2 separate regions of the Mus musculus genome follow, and region 2 is linked to region 1. Evidence: chromatin contacts called from public promoter capture Hi-C data. All regions are on one chromosome and are shown on one strand. Each heading gives the region's core, a stretch centred on a gene start, on an enhancer-like site or on the middle of the called end of the contact. The rest is flanking DNA. Distances are from core to core; before and after follow the strand shown.

Evidence for each region. Promoter capture Hi-C pulls out the DNA fragments that hold promoters and counts their contacts.
Region 2: a contact with region 1 is called in a promoter capture Hi-C map of pre-B cells, with 4 times the contacts expected there. The contact joins the promoter of Lrrc36 here to the promoter of Cdh16 in region 1.

The regions. Positions count from the first base shown.
Region 1 is chr8:104,622,752-104,625,847 of GRCm38.p6, forward strand. It overlaps Cdh16 (cadherin 16), which reads right to left and starts at 1,645. Exons shown (of 18, transcript NM_007663.3): 1 at 1,397-1,645; 2 at 630-687; 3 at 297-386. The coding sequence starts at 674. Gm51588 (a long non-coding RNA gene) reads left to right here and starts at 1,618. Exons shown (of 2, transcript XR_003947593.1): 1 at 1,618-1,880.
Region 2 is chr8:105,411,825-105,415,057 of GRCm38.p6, forward strand. Lrrc36 (leucine rich repeat containing 36) reads left to right here and starts at 1,798. Exons shown (of 14, transcript NM_001170788.1): 1 at 1,798-1,886. The coding sequence starts at 1,817. Kctd19 (potassium channel tetramerisation domain containing 19) reads right to left here and starts at 1,678. Exons shown (of 16, transcript NM_001301173.1): 1 at 1,630-1,678. The coding sequence starts at 1,632.

The DNA.
Region 1 (3,096 bases), core at 395-2,894:
CATAGTGGAACAAGGTCTCACGATGTGGCCTAGGCTGGCATCAAACTCTTCATCCTCTCCAGTGCTAGGATGAGCGGCACCTGCTGCCACACCCAGTACCACCCGTTTCTGTTCTTTAACTCAAAGCTCAGCTCTTCTCTGGGACTAAAATCTTGTTAGTTGCTTACACTAATCCATGCACTGTCTAGGAAGCAAGACTCATAGGAGATTCAAATCAGGGAAGAGAACTGGACCAATTGGCAGGAGAAGCATGGTATTGGGGGGGGGATGGGAAGCCACCCCACATTCCGGCTTACCTTGAGTATGTAAAAAGGGAAATTTCCACCATAGTTTTCAGGGACTTCTGTGTGCAGGCTTTCTGCAGGCTGGGCCTCAGTGGTGAAAGCCTGTGGGGGAAGTTCTTACCGTGTTCCTTAGACACAGACTCCTTCTCCCTGACCCACCAGATCTTAGTCTGTCCGCCCCCTGGTCTTAGGCTTCCTGCTTCCATAGCAGGCCCATAGTTATGACTTTGAACTCACAACTCCCATACTACTCTTATGGCCAGTGTCAGGAGTCTAGTGGGACTGGGGACATGGGTGCTAACCCCTAAGTTTGAGATCTGAAGAAAGAGACAGGGCCCAACTCACCTGAATAACAGAGAGGTAAAGTAGCCACGGCCGGGCAGAGATCATGGTCAAGGCAGACCTGAGGGACATGGGAATGAGAATTTAGGTCAGAAGGTCAAGAAGAAGGGTTCTACCCTGTATATACAGGCAGAGGGACCTCAGTATGGACTAGTCTCCTCCCTGCATGTTGCAAATGTTCAGCTTCTCAGTCAGTCCAAGTAAGGCCCAACAATCCTGCTTCTTCGATCTTGCTCTTATAAACAGCACCATAGAGGTTTTCACTTCCAAACCCCTTTCTCCTTCTTGCCATCTCCCCCCACCCCTCATTAGCACCCAGATTCCCAAAGTGACAATTATTCAGCAGGCCACCAATCACAGAAATTAGCAACTGGACAGACAGCTATCATTTCTGAGGACAGAGTTCCGTGCTTCATGTAAGGCCTGAATGGCAGGGCCTGACCAAGGTCACAGAGGATTCCACACAAGACGATTCCTTCAGCAACAGAAGACTTGTAGCTCAGGCCTTGGGGCCTATTGAGTTTCTCAGTGCCACCCTCCAGATACCAGACTGCCCCTAATGCAGAAACTTTTGCAGATCTCAGCAGGAAGTTAAGAATGTGCAATGTTAACACACACACACACACACACACACACACACACACACACACACACACACACACGACTGCAAGATGGATCCCTGAATATTCTTACCCAGATATCTGAAGGATAGGGCAGTGCCCCTACTCCCAACCTCAGTCCTACCCACCCAAGAGCTCTCAGGCACTCACCTTCAGATGCCCAAAGCCTCTCCCTTGGTCCAGTTTCCAGGAGAAAGGAATCCTTCTTCAGGGAGCTCTGGCAAATTTGGCTTAGGTGGGGCGAGGCAAGGTGGACACTTGAGCAGGTAGGCGGTCTGGCCGTGCTTGCTCAGGAGTGGAAAATGCCACCGGGGCCCACAGGAGCAGGCCTGGCCCCGCCTAGTCCCCCCAAGTTACTTATTGACTTTGGAGAGCCAGATCTGCTCAGCATCCGTGACTGCCAGCCCTAGGAGGTGGGCAGCTCTTGGTCTGTCACTGCCCCCTTGACACAGCCCAATGAGCACTTGCTGGCCCTCTGGGCTTAGACATAACTTCTGTGTGTGTGTGTGTGTGTGTGTGTGTGTGTGTTCAGACTTGGCTCCCACTTCTCCTCTGTGCAGTGGCATCTGTAGCCAGATCTCTCCAGATATTGTTCCTTGTGCCTGGAATGCTCTTCCCACCTTTCTACAGGACAGTAAGTACCTGCTTACGCTTTAGCAACAAGCACTAATAACCCCTTCTTCAGGAAAGCCCTTACATTCACAGGCTGGATTAGGCTCCCCCACTCCATACCATGAACTGCCTCTACGGATGCCCAGAAGACACCAGCTTGTTTCTCACGTATTAGCTTCGGAGTTCCTCTGAGTAGGCTATGACCTTGTCCTGCCCCAAGTGGCCCGTGGAGCTAAGGAAAGGACTGGGAGTGTAACCCAAAGGGCAGCTGACCCCAAGTGTGTGTTCGGAGCTCTAGAACATTCATCAGTGAGACCAGTGGGTGGGACAGAAGCCTAGAGGTCCCCCTGAAGCTCTCCTAGCCTCACATGGTCTCCTGAACACAGATAAGGGTGAGGCTCTGACCTGTCTCATGTCTCTAAGCAGAAAAGAGAAGACCGAGCCAGCTCAGGTGACTTTGAGGGAGTTACAGGGCTGACCAGGGCCTCCTCACCTCCCCCTGTAAGGCCTGAAAGGCAGACCCAGCAGAAACCTTGTTTTCTGGGAATCTCAGATGAGGGTACAGAGTATGAAGACCCTGGTCTCCCTCCTCTCACTTTCCTTCCATGTTTTGGGGTCTCCCCCGAGGACTGCTCATGGTATATCTGGTCAGCATTCCAGATGGAAGCGGGACTGGGACAAGCTGAGTGTCTGTTTTAGGATCACTGAGGCACTGAGCCTAGGTTAGTGCTATATGTGGGGTTGTTGAAGGAGGTCTCACACATACTGAGTGCCTACTAACCAGCACCCAGAACTTCTGTGAGCACATATCGCTGCTATCCCACCCACTCATTCTGAAGAGGGAACTGTCCCCTTGTCATACCCCTCTGGGGTACAGAGAGGCTAAGCCGTTTGCCCAAGGCGCCTGGGTTTCTTTTTCAGGTTTGGGGACCTTCCCATGGCAGAGCAAGCTTTCCTCATCTCTCTCTCTCTCCCTCTCTCCCTCTCCCTCTCCCTCTCCCTCTCCCTCTCCCTCTCCCTCTCCCTCTCCCTCTCCCTCTCCCTCTCCCTCTCCCTCTCTCTCTCTCTCTCTCTCTCTCTCTCTCTCTCTCTCTCTCTGTGTGTGTGTGTGCGCACACACACACACAGTAGAAGCTTTGAGCAGTTACTTCCTGGGGGAGGATGTGGGGGGGTCTCCGAGGTTCCCTTGAACACACATTGAGGAACTACGATCTTCAAACATCTTTTTGATATTGAGT
Region 2 (3,233 bases), core at 548-3,047, 790 kb after region 1:
TTCACAATAGCCAAGACATGGAACCAACAGATAGATTTTTTTTTTAATGTGGTAGAGACACACAATGGAATTTTATGCAGCTGTAAAGAATGAAATTCTGACATTTGTGAGAAAGTGGATGGAACTGGAGATAAGTAAGCTAGAATCATGTTTCCTTAATATGTGGAATATAGATTTTCACAGATCTACATATGATATGAAAGGAGAGAGGGGCCATGAGAGTGGAAGAAGAGCCCCAAAGGAAGGGGAAGCGAGAGAGAATAGTGGACTATAGGGGCATAAAAGCAGAGGATGGGACTACTTAAGGGAACAGTGGCTCATCAGAACAAAGAAGAAGGCTGTATGTGTTTGAAAATGTCACAGTGAATCCCACTAGTTGGTATGCTAACTAAAAAAATGAACTCAAAATTGCTTAAGAATGGTGGCAGTGGGAACAAGACTATTAAAGTTCAAGAAAGGAAATGCCTCCTCTTCCATCCAAAACCCACATCTCTTATTCTGAGTCAGGAAAATAGATCCTTGTATCAAACAAGAGGGACACTTCTTCTATAGTAAGCCCTGTCTAAATGTCTGAAATCAAGAGGAGCTATTAGACATGCCACTTTAAGACTAGAAGAACACTGGGTGGTCAAGAAGAGAAAGAAACAGATTATGAAATGGATTAATGGCTCAGCAGCAGAACTGGAAAAGCTAATCCAATGTCATTGAGTCCTGGGCCTTTTAAATGTGACGTAGGCTGGGCATGATAAACATGGTAACTAACGGTCCCACCTATACCAAAAGCACAGATATACAAGGATTTGATTTTTGATCTGATTTCTTTAAAGGTACATAGCTGGTTGAAAAGAAAGGTAAGGAGATTTGGAGGCTGAGCTCCACTTATTAAAAAACAGGAAGAATTTGCTTCCACATATATCACCCATGGGAGGACTCTCAAGGGATGCTTACTGGTAAAAGTTAGGAATGTAACTGTTATTGCCAGAGCTTTCTTCCCCAAAGATTGTTCAGGAACTTATTAGTGCACAACTATTTCAGTCTGGGGAGAGCCTCCAGCCATCAACAGCTTGGGAAACCTGTAGTAGTTGAGGGTCATCCATCATGACTCCATCCCAAAGAGCATCTCATTAACACACAACCTTCTTCCATAGAACATTATAGTGATAGAAATTCAGTGCCCAAAAGACAGGACTCAATGCCCCGAGCCAGGATTCTCTGACCTTTTCAGATCAGGAGTTCCCATCGTGCCTCCAAAATCTGCCCCGCCCCCCCCCCAACTGTCAGATCTGGATTTCCCCTTTAAATGTCATCCTCATCTTGCTCTAGAATAAACATGGGCTTTAAGGTACAAAGGCTTCCATCCGTCAAAGAGCTACACCTTCTTCACCCCACAAACTTGGAGCCCCCTCAAATCCTCAGCGGTGTGGAACAGTTCATCTCACAAGGCAGCATGGCATGGTCTCTCCACTTCTCAGACAAGCCCTCCCCAGATTCTTCTAAACTGGGGGCTCCTTCGGATCCTCATACCCCAAAGTCAGATCCCTAATCCCGAGGTTCTCATCTCGGGCACCAGCTCCCCCCAAATCTCCACCTTAGTGGTTTTGACGCCCTTCTCAGGGACGGGCTCCATACCATAGTCCTAAATTCCGTGGCAGACGACAGACTCGTGACCGGTCCCTCTAACGGTCCCTAGAGAACCAAGGCCCGCGGCCAGTGGGAGGGGCGGGGCCCGAGTCGGGGGCGGGGCCTGGCACGCGGGGCGGGGCCTGGCGAGCAGGGGGCGGTCTCGCGAGCCGCGGCAGGTGAGCGGCGGGCGCGAATGGCGGAGCAGTGGGATCTGGACGAGGAGTGCCTCCGCCGCCTGGGGGCGCTGACCCTGGAGCAGCCGGGTAGGGCCGGGAGGGTGTGGATCTGGAGCGTGGCTCAGAGGCTGTGAGGAAAGTATGGTGTGTGTATGTAGTCTTGGGAGCCCCAGGCAGAGGTAAAGAAGGAACTGCAGAGGAGCGCGGTTCCTAAGGCGAAGAAGAAAGAGGCAATCGAGGCAGAAAGGGTGACACTGAGGTGCAGAGGCTGAAGTAATAGGAGAGTCTAAGGCAGAGGGTGAGGCATTGAAGGAGAGGAGGAAAGGACCCCTGTGTGGCAAGGGACATTATTTGACAGAAAGAAAGAAGTCTCCACTAGTAGGAGGACATGGATGTTGGTGAGAGAGGGAAGAGTTGAGATGGGCGACTGTGGTGGTGCGCGCTGTTGAGATTAACAAGGGAGGTTAACTTGGGCAGTTTCTTAAACTTCCCGCCTAGGAGGACTTTTCAAGTTGGGTGCATTGGGAAAGGACACCCTATTCCGTTATCCTCTGTGAAGAACTTCCAGACCAAAGCCTTTCTTTGATCAATCTTTTAAAAGCTCCAAGAGGCTGTGTGGGAACTACTAAGCGATCCATCGGTCTTGAGCCCAGTGCTGTGCCCTGCCTTCCTCCTGAGAGAGCTAACCTCTGACAGGGCTGACAAGCTTGCTTTCTAAGTGTCTAAGGAAGAAGAGCGCTGGGAAAGCCTTCAGTATTCCTAATAAAACTCTTAGCTCCCTAGGAAGTTAGTGATGTCGTTATCGCCACTCGTTGGGTTAAGTGCCTTACCTGCATTTAATGTCTTATGCTGTCATGGTTCCCATTTTACAAATCAATAAAATTAGCTTAGACTCTTGCCCGGAGTCACAGCGGATGGTACAGACAGGGTTAATTAATCCAGGACTGATTCCAAAGTCTGTGCTAAAACCATAACAAATACCGAGAAGTCGAACAGGTATTAATCTTTTTTTCTGTAATCAAAGATAATAGTTTGATGAATGTATATTTATGTACACACATACAAGGTCTCATCATGTGGCTCAGGCTGGCCTCAAACTTGACACTATGCCCAGTTGTATGCAGTTCTGAGGAACCAAATCTAGGGCTCAGTGCATGCTAGGCAAGCATTCTACCAACTGGACAACATCCTCAGCCCAGCGTAAATTTTCTTTTTCTTTTCTCTTTTTCTTTTCTTTTTGTTTTGTTTTGTTTTGTTTTGTTTTTCGAGACAGGGTTTCTCTGTGCAGTCCTTGCTGTCCTCTATATACCAGGCTGGCCTTGAACTCAGAAATCCACCTGCTTCTGCCTCCCAAGTGCTGGAATTACAGGCACGTGCCACCACTGCCCAGCCTGTAAATTTTCTTTTTAAAACTACTGTGAATTCTATTTTACA